Regions from separate parts of the Rattus norvegicus genome. Here region 1 is linked to region 2. A link is a contact called in public Hi-C data. All regions are on one chromosome and are shown on one strand. Each heading gives the region's core, a stretch centred on a gene start, on an enhancer-like site or on the middle of the called end of the contact. The rest is flanking DNA. Distances are from core to core; before and after follow the strand shown.

Region 1 (6,778 bases), core at 212-2,711, 410 kb before region 2:
AAGGGGTTCCTGCATATCCCTGCCTGCCTTTGAAGTATACTCCTCCTATGCATTGTGCTTAAAGGTCTGAGGGAAACTGATGAGGCAAATAAAGCATAGATTCTTCCAGGCAAATTAAGCACACGTCCCCACTAGTTTTTGAATCTACACATCTGACGAAGACACCTTAATCCATGGGTTTCTAAATCATTTCTCTTTAAGTATCCTAATTTGTTAAAGTTCAAGAAAAGATTTCCTTTCCCTCCTCTCCATTCTTCTCCCTCCTTTCCTTCACTCTTCCTACCCTTTCTCCTTCTTTTCTTCCTTATTTCTAAATCTATCCCTCTTTTAAAACCTCTCCCTCTCTCAATCTCTCTTCTTCTTCTCTGTCAATAATAACTTCATTACACTAAATACAGACTCTCTAAGAGCAAAGGTGTGAATAAGACCCAGTGTTATGAATCCCTGAAACTCAAATGGCCTTTGAGTTTGACAACCCTGCACTAAATCAAACAGGCCATAACTAGTGCAATCACTTGCTTCTTATCTAGGTTATGGCCATTCGTCAAAAACTGATGCCAAGAGGCATTTGGATTATAGGTGTTCCAATTAAATCTTCTTTGAGTTTTCATATGATGCAATGGTCCAAAGGCTAGGGATCCAAAATAGTAGTTAATTCCTGAGCCATCGATCAGAACTGTTTGAGAATTGGAAAACTGGTCTTCCCCTGCTTGTAAATGCTATCCCCAATGCCCCCAAACAACTGTTAAAAGTTTTCTTTGGGATTTAACTAAGATTGCTGGGGATTTAAGGTACCAGCTGCCAGATTGTTAAAGTGCATTAATGTTTACAGTGATTATGATTACGAGATCTAATAATAAATACTTGCATATACTGGAGCACAGCCCAAATCCTGTTTCACAAGAAAGTTTCAGTGTAAAGCCACAGTTCTTCAGAAAGCTTCATAGAGGACAATCTGAGAGCATCTAGGCCTCCACAAAGGTATGCCGGCAGGCTAATCAAATTCTCTCCAGGCCTCGAATGCTTTATAAAATAAGAAAAGAAAAAATGTCCATTTGAACTGTAACTTTTCATTTTGACCAATTTGGATAAGCTGGATGTATGAGAGCATTGCACTTCAGATTCTGAGAAGCATCCTACAAGTCATAGAAATAGCTGCAGTTAGAAATGCCTCCCAAGTGCTACTACGGAGGACATCATTGGCTCCCATGAGCCTCTGTGATCTTAAACATGCATTGTGGCCATTCTTACTGCACTTTAATCTATCCAAGGATGTGCAGCTCTTGCATTCAAAGTATCTCTCTGGTCCAGTGAGGTCCAGGTCAAGGTCTGATTCACTGCAGGCCAGAAACTTCTCCTGAACTGCCAGTCTACATTCTGGGATGGAGTCAAAGTCCAAAGCGAAGTTCTTCCTACTCTGCAGAATGCAGTTCTAGGAATATTTGCTTAACACTACTGTTATGAGCAGTGTGAGCAGCACGCCAAGTCCAACTTCCTCTCTGGACTATACAACCAGTAGTCCACTGTCAATGCACACATAGAAGATGCTGATTGCTCTATTTCTAACAAAACACACACACACACACAAATACACACACACACACACACCACATACACACACCATATGCATGCACAAATACCTCATATATGCACACATGCACACACATAGATATACCATACATACATGCATGCGCACACACACACACACACATACCAGACATACAGAAACACACACAGACATAAACACACCACAAATACATGCATGTATGTGTACACACACACACACACACACACACAAACACACACACAGACATAAACACACCACAAATACATGCATGTATGTACACACACACACACAAACACACACACACACACACACACACACACACACACATCAACCAAAACAAACCAACAAGATAACTAAAAACAGGTTTCTACACTTTTTGGTGACATACTTAATGTTCAGGTGCTAGACATTGTCTAAGGATGATGATGATAAGGACATTGAAAATCTTCTGGCAATATGAAAAAAGCTCAGAGACAACAGAGGCTAAAACTCAGAAGTCCTAAAAAGAAATTAGTGAAAAAAAAAACCTGAGAAACTGATGAACTTTTAGAGCTCTCCAAATCTCAGGAGTATTGAGTGTCCCTTTTATAGGAGAGAGAACCAATCTGTACCCCAGGACTAATACCGTGGACTGCAGAAGGCAAATGTTTACAAACTGTGCTGGATTGTTTAATCCAAAACCTTTTCCTCCTGTCTCAGGATTGTATGTCTACATGAAGTTCAAAGGCTTTTAAAGATAAGGTGGGCCAGCAAGCACCCGGAAAGCCAATGAGAAAGCTGTTTGCTTGTCAACCTGATATGGCCTGATTTTACTGATAGCCAATGCACAGTTTGAAAAGTGATGAAAGAAACTCTAGTAGGGGAAAGTGTCAGAGTGATCCCTGCAAAAGACCACTGGCAGAAGAACAAAACCTGTACTGTGACTCCTCACAGACCAGCGAGCAGCTACCTACACGTTGAGTTCAGAACTGGAAGATTCTGATAGGATAGTCTGAGCACAGGGGTGAGGCCTTTCACCTTCCTGGTTTTCTTTATTTTGGTGTGAGGAATAATCTCATAAGTCTTTCTGCTTTGCCGAGCTGTCGGATGAGATTTCTTTATATTTCCATCAGTGAGATTTGTTTTGAGGTAACATACTTTTTATTATTTGAAATTTTGCATAGTTTTATTATGGTATAATTAATCTACAGTCAAATGTTCATATTTTAAAAATAAACAGGTTTGTGTTGAGGTAGCTTAGTGGTAGAGTGTTTACTTAGCTCGTTCCACAGGATCCATCAATAGCCAATACTTCGCTGGTGAGGATCACAGCCCCATGAACCCCTCCACCGTCCATGACTGTCCTTGTACAAGTGAGTGAAGCTGATGTAAATTCATTGCCTCCATGCCCCAGCAGTCTAACTGTTCTTTTCTTCCTGCCTCCTTTACCACAGTGCATTTCTCAAGAGAAATAATATAGAAGAATTTAGGGCTGGTCTCGTACAGGCCACTTAAACTCAGCCCTTAGAGCAGTCGTGAATCTTTGAGGACATTCAATACGAAAAGCAATTTATCCACCCATAGCACACTTGCCGTGCACATGCCTGCAGTAGCTCTCTGGGCCTCAACACATTTCTATGTTATTACTTCCCTTCATAATTACATAGAAACCTGATAATATTACTATTATTTCTCTGAGAAAGGGACAAAACTCCCAGCAACTAAACAACTCAGTCAAGATCATATTATTTTAGTAGTGAGAGACTTGAGCTTAGGTTCCTTGGTCTCCAAAGCATTTATCTTTCAAGTGTAAACACTGTTCTCTAGAAGACTAGTGAAAACTATGTTCTGTGGAAATTACATCACAGGGGACACTTGAAATTACATTTCAAAGTGACAGAAATAGCTTTCTTTTTAAAATTATCCAAACTACTTACTGATGAAATGAAATAGATTGCATGACAATTCATTTGTGTTACTTTATTCTTGTCAGGATTTAAATTTTTTTCATCAAAAACATAAAGCACAAGAGAAAAGAAAATCCAAATGGAATAAAACAAAATCCAGAAACTTACTGAAGAGAAGATAAATGAACAAAACTGTGCCGCAGCAAAGGAGCTTCACATCCACATTTGAGAAATTCATCCATCGATTACAAATTCGTATTTAGACATTAAGTATCTTTTCTTATTGCCTGGAATTAGGGTACATATTTGTAATTATAACACTTGGAGTCTGAGACAGAGGAAAATGAAATCAAGCTAAGTCTGGGTAACACAGTGAGACAGTTTCAAAGAGAAACAAAATCGTTGCATGGAGGTTATTGGAAATGAGATTTGGAGGGTATGAACGAAGAGATTGACTGTACTATATTTCCTCCCTAACTGTGCACAACTCCATTTATCATTCATCTTTGAGTTCTATTTTGTACCTAGTAACTAAGATTTGGCATTATATTCTAGTTTGGGTATTCTATAGTGGGTAACACAACACATCAAATTCACCACTCAATATGATTCCTAGAACTAGGGTAGCTTTTGCATGTGGTTCTCTAACCCCATTGTCTCTAGCTACTTGCATCCAATATAAACACTAAAGATAGAACAAAGCTCCATATGAGGACTTAGGCATTGGTCCTTATGAACATGGGTCTTACTATCACTGGTAATCTTAGTTGAAACTTCCAGAATAAGTGGCTTTGCCTGCTTGCAAATCAGCTAGGGGGAAAAAAAAGAAAGAAACTGTCAGGGAATGCTGAAACATTTAGCTGGGCTGTGAGCTAAAAGGGTGTAGCTGCTGCCATCTTTGTTGGCATGTCTCAAGTCAAGAACAAGACAGCTCCTAGCAAATCTGTTTGTATCACAGTGGTGTGTCCATTTGTTTGTGGTAGTGACATTGTACTGAATGGGTTGCTAGAGTGTTCTTTCTTTCTTTTTGCTCACTTCAAGTTTGTATGGTTAGGAAGCAATTCTGAACAGCCATGCCTATATGGGAACTGCAGACGGCTACCCAGACTCTCAGCACAAACACTATCTCTTCCGGTAGAGCAAGACCTTTAAGTTTCTGTACATACCTCTGTGTCTTCTAGTGCTGTTGTATGTGCTTACTTGAGAACAAGATCTGGAAACTGGATATATCTGCACACGTCAAGCAGAGGATTGAAGAGAATAAAGGTGCACTGGGAATTAAATAACATTATATGCACATAACATCCGTTTATGACTTTGGGGATGGAAAACAATAGACAGAATTCTCAGTACAGGGTTAAGGTTTCCACTGCAGGATTCCCAGGACCATTAATGAAAATCGTGTGGCTGACTCTTGTCACATCTGCTGAGAACTCTGCCTGAAGTGTCCTCATTATGCAAACTTTGGGAGCTCATAAGCACTGGGTTGAATTAGCATGCTCTTTTCTGGGTGCCAGTCCTTGCCTTGTTCTTTCAGTCCATCTATGTGAGCATGCGCCTTCGCTTTTATTTTTGCTCAGTTTGCCTCAGGTCATTTCTGAGCCATCAAAGAGAAGGCACAAAAAGAAAATAAAATAATGATGGCCATTGAATGTATCAGTTCCATTGCCACTGGTGTGGTGCTGTCCTTTGTAGGAAGACCACTTAAATTGGGTTTTGCACAGTGTGACAGAAATAAGTTGTCACCAATCCCACTACCTGAACTAGATTCTCCATGAGACTATAGAGGCTATTAAAGATCATCATGAGGAGAACTGGAGAAGTATTCAGGTTGTGACTCTCTATGGTGTGGACGTTGTTCACCTGTGAGCTGGCATGCACAGCCTGGGGGCAAAGGCCTGAACTACCCTAGAAGGCATAGGGTGGTGCTTATAAAACAGCACGTCTGGAACCATGTTCTTTGAAAACAAAGAGCACTATTTAACTCTCTCTCCTTCCCTTGTGGTCTGTATCTCTCATCACTCTGATGCCTCAAGTTGCACTTCTCACGTGGGTAAACAACAAAGGGGAAGGCTCCAGAGAATTTAATCCTATCACTGATGCTGGGACCTGGCTCAAAAACAAGGAGAAAATTCCCTCCCAGGATCTGAAATGCTTTTCTTTTTTCCGTAAGCTCACCTCAGCATCAGAAGTTATAGCCAAGGTTTTTCTTTGCTTCCTTTGGTTTCTTAGCCTATGTGAAGGCACCAGGCGGCCAACTCATTGTTTTCATGCAAAACGACTGACATACAGACTGGAGTTTTTCGTTTCCTGAAAACCTATTATTCTAGATATTTTCTCATGAAATTTGATTAAGAAATAAAAACATCCACTTGTTCCTTTTTCCCTTGGCCACTTTCACAAATTCATGACCTACCTCACAAAGCTAAAAGGAATGACACACACCAAAGAGGCAAGATTCTAAGAAGGGATAAAAAAATAGGCTAAAATAAAAAGAGAAACCCTTTTAGAGTACCCAGAGGATTAAATAACACTTATGATTTGTCTGGTGAATTGAGTCCCCAGAGAAAAGTGTCAAGTTCTAGAGATTTTTCTCCAGTTTTCTAGGGAGAAGTTTTCTGAATTACCAAATGCTCATTTACAGTATTATCCATAGTTCCTTGCAAACCAGTTCTCTTGCGTGTTCAAGGCCCTGGGTTCAACACTGAAAAACAGATGAAGAAAATAAGGGCCCTACTAGATGATTCATTTAGTGCTTGCTTGTCACACAAGCACTACGACCTGAACTTGATCCCCGGAACCCTTTTAGAGGAGAAAAATCACCTTCATCAAGCTATCTTCTGGCTGTCTACACATACATCTGTACTATGGCTTATAGATGACTGCACACACACACACACACACACACACACACACACACACACACACACACACACACACCCCACAGGGCAGGGAGGGAGAGAAGGAAAGAGGGAAAGAGGGAAAGAGAGAACAAATTTAAAAACTAAGCTTTGAAAGAAATAGAATGACACAGCATTTTGAAAAAGTGCTCCTATTGAACATTTAAGTAGGAATGGTCTTTACTTTTAAAAACCTAGAGGAATATTTACAAATTTACTTTCTTAAGCCATATTGTACCCCAGAAGAGGCAATCAAATGATGAAAATGTGTTTCTATGAGTAATTGAGGAATTTTTGAGTATTCCTATCTTTTCTACTTCATTTTAACACAGAATTTAGATTTCTTGCCAGTGGGAGACAGATGTTATGATAGGAATTATGAGAATAATAGGGCAATGGCTGTAACAGGGATGAAGGGGGAGAAT
Region 2 (6,998 bases), core at 1,110-3,609:
CATGGGCCTTTTGACAACTTTTCTTAGCAAACTTGTAGGGGGAAAAATTAAAGTATGTGACTTTGCAAAAACAACAACAACAACAACAACAAAAATCCATTCTTTTCATTTTACCTCTCTTATGGTACTTGGCATGGTAGGAAGTAACCTGTAGGGTATCCAGCCATTACATGTAGATGTGAAAACATCAGAAATACTTCCTAACCTTTGGTTTGATGCCTGAAAGATGCTATTATAAAAAACATCCTCAGAAGTCTCTTGAGACAGAGCCCAGCATATCACAAACACTCTAGACATATGCTCTGTTGATTTTCCTTGAATTCTTTAAATCCAGAGTCCCCTGTGGGCCACAGGTATAGAAGACACATGTTACAAACACTATGACTGCACCCATGATCCAGATGATTGCCTTCTTCTTCCTAGGTTGCAATTCATTCCAGGAAAAAGTTATCAGAATTCACCCAGGTCAGAGGCTTCCATCCAAGCTACTCTATGGCTGGCCATAAAATTACCGACATATTCCTTTGTGGTTGGGAATCTGTTGCTAGCAACAGAAGATGAAGAATTTCCATGCTGAATGCACAGGTAAAATACAAATCCTGTTCATATAAAGAGAAGTCTTGTCCTAGTGGTTCTTCCTAGTCATATATCAAATACTGTTCTGCTCTGCTAAGCTGCTGATACATTTCTGAGGCTAACTTGTGTACTATTGCTTAGGTCTTATACAGCATGTTGGGTTACTTAAGAGAAGGAACTATTAAACAGAAGAAAGAATTTTACTATATTTACATGGATTATATTTTTTTAAATAGGAACTTTTTCTAGTGATGCCATTGCAGAATCCATGGGTTGCACATCTATGGTTAGCTAATCATCAGACAGGTACCAATGCTTATGGAGTTGACTTTTCCTATGGGGCCTGTTTAAGATCTCAGGTTATACCAGTGTTTGTTCTGTTAAAATTCAAATACCTCTGGGTGGTGGAGATGTGTACTGTGCTCTGTATCTTGCTCTAATCTTTCTGGCTATGATTTCTGAGCTATGCTTCCTAATGTGAAGTAATAGTTACAACAATGGAGGCAAGGCAGGAGAAGTTCTCTTTCATGAACACCAAGACTGAGCTTATGATGCCCAATCCAGTCTGGGCCAAATCTCAGAACATGATTCCTTCCATGCTCTTTCCCATCTTGGAAGGTATCCTTTGAATTTTATTTCTTAATGTGTTTTTTACCCATGTTCAAATTTTCTATCTTCGTTTTCTACCTCACAGTTAAAGGCATATTTTCTTCTTTCCTTCACAATGGAGTAAGCTCACTTAATTTGCCAGTCACCCAAGCTGGAAGAGAGGCCCTTCTGACCAACTGACCATGCTCATGATCGAGAAAAAGTGAGGAGAAGTTTTGAGAATTCCAGCATGCCTGTTAATGATGCCAGACAGTATAATAGTGTAATATTTATTTGCTCTAAAATTCATTTTATTTTCTTAAGTCTACCCTAATAAGCAATTCCCTAATAATCTGGCCTTTTCCTTCCATATTCTCACTGTGGAAAGAGAACTGTTGCCCCATAAAGGCTGCTATGCTCAAATCAAGGACAAAATTGCCCCTAAGTTACCTCAGAAAAGCCATTAAAATGTGAATTTTTCTCACCCTCAGTGTCTTGATACTAGCACAACTGGGGACTCTTACATGTGGTAGAACTTTAAAAAAAAAAAAAAAGGACATTCTCTGCTTCACGTTGTAAAAAATGCTTCTTTACTTGGAGGTCTCAGAATAGGTCTGGTCGATACCAAACACCTATGCTGGGAAAAACAGGAGCAAACAATGCCATAGGGGACTGCCTTTGAAATGGAGCCTGGGAACCAGTCAACCACACAGCAGTATTTGTTTGCTTTCCTTGTTTTCCCAGAACAGTACTCACCTGAAGCAACAGCCTGTACTTTGTCCTTTGTGGGGACGAGGAGGGGCACAGAAGGGATGCTTTCTGGCTGCTTGTCAAGGCGTTCCCAACAAGAGACGGTTCAGAGTTTGTATCTTAGGTAGCCCTGGGCCTACTGTTCACTTCACCTGGGTAGATATGCAAAGACTTTGGCATCCTCAGCTAAGGAAAAATTCTTTAGCCATCCCTTTCCCAGAATTCTCAGGGAATCTTTCTGTTTTCCTTGTACTGGTGTGAGTTTTGTCTCCATACTGCAGCTAGGGCAGCATTTAGCCAGCTCTTACTTTGCATTCAGTCCAGCAGAAGTAGTTACTTTCCTCTGTGAACCTTATTTCCAAATATCAAAAAGGAAACAAGGGACTCGTTTCTAGGACAACCTATTTGCCAACCTCCTAATCTTGCCGTTCATTCATGAGGGCGAAGGTGAGCCACTCTCTTCCACTGATACTGGAATCTAACTAAAGTCAGGGTTTCTCAAATGACAAGACCCAGGTGGTACTTTACAGGCCTTATTTGGTGTGGTTGCTTTAAATATACAAAGTAAAGAGAGTATTATTATACCAGAGTTGAAACATCACTGTACATGTGAAAAACCAGAGCTTGGTGACTTAGACTTGACATTCCCCAAGTCAAGGATTTGATTATCTCTGCTCAAAGGTCTAGTTCATTGATTTGTTTGTGTGTTTGTAGAAACAGTCTGTCCTGGAACACCTGATTCTTCTGATTTGGGGGATGGCAGGAGTATATAGAGTACCTTACAATTGTGATATTGTATCCCCTCTCTATTTCTGGAGCCTGAGATTAGGTATCTCAATTTAAACTTTTCAAAGAAAAATGTGATAGCTGAGTTAGTTACTATCTAGTAAAGATTATTTTTGTTAATCAAATCTTTGCTTCAGTCTTCCTATTATTTGACTCTTGGAGAACTCTCTTGGTTTCCCAAAACATCCTTGGGCTGCTAGTATAACCACATGTTGTGACCCTTTTGCTTCATGAGGTAGGGACTTCTGAGTATCGTAGTTTCATTTGGGGACTATAGGGCTGGCTTTCCAGGAATCAAGCTTTGTTATATTCTGAAGAGGCACTTTCCAACGCAGGCTTTGCTAAGTAATTTAAATAACCAAATGTGTGCCATTGGCCTCGATCATTTTACTTTAGTTCACAAATAAGATGAGAAGACTATTATTAACCCCTTCCAGATATCTAATTCTTGCTACATATCTAGAACTCCAAAGCTTCTAGTACTTAGAAGTAAAATTGGCTCTTGTGACACATCATCACTAAGGACAGCAGTGACACTAGAGTGGCCGCAACAAGAGAGGGATGATACTAGGTGAATAGAGGCTAGTAAGTCTTGGCTATAGGTTACATGAACACCCTGGGATAATATAAAGGCTTGATTGAAAGGATTTTTGGCACTATATTGGCAAGCAAAAGAAGAAACACAAAGATATGTACTGTGATAAAAAAGAAAATGCCAAAAGTAAAGATGGAAAGAAGGAAAAATAAATAGAAGAGAAAAATCCAGCTTAGGCATTCATAGAAATCAGACGTTAATTCTAAGGTGACATTAAGTAAGGAATTTGAAATCTTGTCTTAGACCCATTTCTATTGGTGTTAACAGAATACCCAAGACTATGACCAATGAAGTACAGAGGTTTTGGCTAGACCATGGCTTGGGATGCTATGAAAGCCACGACCATGGCTTCAATATTTCTTCACTTCTAGAGAGAGAGTCCTCACACTGCTTCACCTCACAGCAGGAAGCAGAAAGGCAGGTAAGAAGATGTAAAAGTGTATTATGAGCAACAGCTTTGATTTATAAACAATCTATCTCACATGAAAGGGGAGAACATACTCCTAAAACACATGGGCCCTTCTAAATAAATGGCACAATCGCCCTTAATGGCCCCGCCCGCAGGGATTACCATAATGACAATCAAATTACAATGTGAGTTTTGAAGAGGTTGGCTCCTCTTCTGCCCACCTAGAAATACTGTCTATTCTGGGACTTAGCACGACTTTCCATTTTTCTTCAGCTTTCCCTCTTGTGTTTTGTTCCATTTGAACTCTGGCAGGCTTTTTAACATTCTCTACCTGCAGTAGCCGTGGAACACAGCAAATGCTGGCCCTAGGATGAAGTAAAAATACTCCAGAATATTATGCAGCAATACAAATTTGATGGACTTTCCTTTGTAACATTGATAGGACTCCCCTCTATAACAAGCCAGGGTTGCTTGGTCTATGTCTCTTATAGTGAAGCTCTGGATTCCTTACCTATACAGAGACTCCCATTCCTACTTCCTCTCTCTTCAGTAATTACTTCGCGAACGTTTTGAAAGTTACATGCCTCCCACTGCAATCAAAGAACTACTTTGGTTCTCCATTTCTCCACCTGACATCATGATATCACTGCTACCTTATGCTTGTTATTGTCTTAAAATTGTTAAAATGCTTCCATAACCTTTTTTGTGTTGAATTCACGTACCTGTCTATAACCTATAAACTCATCACTATACCTGATATTGCTTTGGCATTTTTCTTTCTTTTTTGTGAGAAATAAGTCAAAGTATTTATTTATGACATATTTATATACTTACAAAATTGATTTTTATCCAATACATCATTCTAAGTAATATCAAAAAATGAATACAATATCCTAGGGAAAAAAATCTACACTTAATAATTTATATTTAGCAGAGCAACTTTTATATCAGATTATCAATTTGGCTTCCCAAATCACACAGTCCTATTTAGTTTTCCTTCTTTTTTCTCCTTTTGCAAAATAAGGGTAAACTAAAGGGCAAGTTGATATAATTTAGTTGACCCTGAGTAAGAGCTACTTTGCATAATTCAGAATAGTTGTCCATTACATGCTTTCCTTTGCTTTTCTCCAAACCCACACTTACCTCTATCTAAAGACTGAGGAGAAACATAATGATGAGAGAATCAGAAAACTCCCAGCTTCTAAAGCTTTCCCAGCTTCAGAAGTCTGTGGTGGTACGGAGGGCTGGGCTCGGGCTTCAGTTACAGCGCTTGCTTGGAGTAAATGATTCTCAGCTCCACGTCCAGCATTATCATGAAGAAATCAAGCCAAAACAGAAGCAAGACAAGAAACAAAAACTGAACAGGACTTTGGAACTAAACAGCCGAGCAAGCCTGTGAGATGGATGTTAATTCATTTTTCCTCTGACAAAAAGAAACTAAAATAAAAAGCCAATAATCTGGAGTTCAAAACAAAAAACAAAAACTTCACAAAAAACACTACCACCAACCATGGCAATAGTGACAAACTATTACATGATTTTTCCCGAAAGGCATCTTTCAAATAACTGAGACCCTACCACCCAGACAAGATGGCATGCTGCAAGGCCAAGATTCTCAAGACCATATAGAGCAGAGCCAAGGAAAGACAGAGCCTGTGGCCTAAGCTTGCCCACAGCTCTCCACACCTTAAACTCTCCTCTATCATTTGGTCAAAATCTCTGAGAGTTGTTTTTGTTTTCTGCTAGTTTGGAAACTGAAGTCTAGAAAGAATCCTACAAACTAATATTTCAGCAGGCAACAGGTCACCCCTCTCTGGGACACTGTGTTTTAATGCGCTTCCGTCGGTTATGTGACTTGAAGAAATGCACTCCTAAATACACAGCTGTAAGCAATAACGGAGGGTGTGTTCCAAAGATACTGAGGATACATGGTTTTTGTTTATGAACAGCTTTCAAACTACATGTGTCCAGGATCCCCTCATATGGTGTCCCTATTCCTCATAAGGAATTACTTTTCTGAGAAATTGATTTCTGTACCTGCTAAGAGTACGAACACAGGTAGGGGGACTCCACTGTCATGGATCACAATACAGTCAGGATCATGCTTTGCTCTAAGAATCATTAGACATCCTTCAGTTCTGCTTGTGTATTTTCTCAGCAGAGTTTTGTTCTGTTCTTTACCACATTCAGTGACTATAGTTCTCTGACCGTAATAAAAGCAATCGCGCTGTATGAACCTTGGGCCAGTGGCAATCAGGAAAGGTTAAATGTCCCTGCATGAAGCAAGCCTGGCTCAACCCATCAATCTCTTTTTCACATTTGTTGCTTATTCATAAACCAAGCCCATCTGCTGTGCAAGTAACGATTGATCAGTGGCTCCTGTTTCAGATGTCAACCACCCCAGCTGTTTTTCTCTCTCTCTCTGTAAATGCAAAGGAGGAAGCAATTACCACATTAATATTCTGACTTGATTATGCCTGTGTAATAAAATGAAGCCTGATGGATTCTCTTTTCCCACTGTCACCTCAGTCCTGCACACTGTGCTCCTATGCAGTCCAGGTTAGTCCACGCCTCCCAAGAAAGCTCAGGTGACTCCTACAGCCTGGACTATGACTCGGGCCCGCTATAATTGCAAAGATGAGCATCATGTGTGTGAGAAAAATTAACAGCACGCTTGGGTCCTATGGAGCTTTGAGAAGTCAAAACTGAAATTAAAGAGCAATGTCTGAGCTGAATATTGGAACACACAGGAGTTACCCTAGCACTTGGAATGGTTGTGATAGAGGATTGTAATTCCAGGGCAGCCTGGGCTAGAAAGGAGTTTGAAGGAAGCCTGGTTAACATAGCTGAACTTTACCTCAAAGATAGTAGAGAAGAGACGGGATGGGGAGGGAAGGAGGGACAAAGGGAGGGAGGGAGGGAGAGAGAGAAATATTAATATTTGCATCAGCCCTAGTTTGACCACAATAACGCTTAGATACATTCTAATGGTACATCTAATATAGATTCCTATATACCTAGAAATGTCTTTCATTTAAGGTAAATGCCATACAGAAACTCCAGTTTTGTTTTGTTTTACTTTACCGACCAGGGCAGGAGAAACCGGAAAGATCTTTCTTCAATTATTTAATAAATTTATGCTAAACATCAGTTCAGCTTTCTCGAGTCATGAATATATAGCAAGTCAAGTTATGAGGCATTGCAAGGCAACCTGGAACACTCCATGACCTCCTCTCTGTTGAGTGGACATTTAGGAAAAGAAGGGGGCCGGAGGGACAGCTCAGCATTCCTGCA

The links. Hi-C and Micro-C count contacts between places; a contact is called where the count stands out from the background.
Region 1: a contact with region 2 is called in a Hi-C map of liver, with 6 times the contacts expected there. The contact joins two enhancer-like sites. A contact is called at or near these places in 3 of 12 Hi-C or Micro-C datasets (kidney and liver).

What each region holds. Positions count from the first base shown.
Region 1 is chr17:53,481,049-53,487,826 of GRCr8, reverse strand. All of the region lies in intron 1 of LOC120097752 (a long non-coding RNA gene), which reads left to right. Among named protein-coding and RNA genes, the nearest start is that of Inhba, 320 kb to the left of the region's middle. Within about 2 kb of position 1,461, at least 2 of the 93 cell types and tissues checked have an H3K27ac peak or open chromatin away from gene starts, as enhancers often do. A contact at or near this core is called in liver, where this site is marked.
Region 2 is chr17:53,075,597-53,082,594 of GRCr8, reverse strand. It overlaps LOC102549623 (a long non-coding RNA gene), which reads left to right. Exons shown (of 7, transcript XR_596808.4): 4 at 424-585; 5 at 3,563-3,716. Among named protein-coding and RNA genes, the nearest start is that of Inhba, 730 kb to the left of the region's middle. Within about 2 kb of position 2,359, at least 1 of the 93 cell types and tissues checked has an H3K27ac peak or open chromatin away from gene starts, as enhancers often do. A contact at or near this core is called in liver, where this site is marked.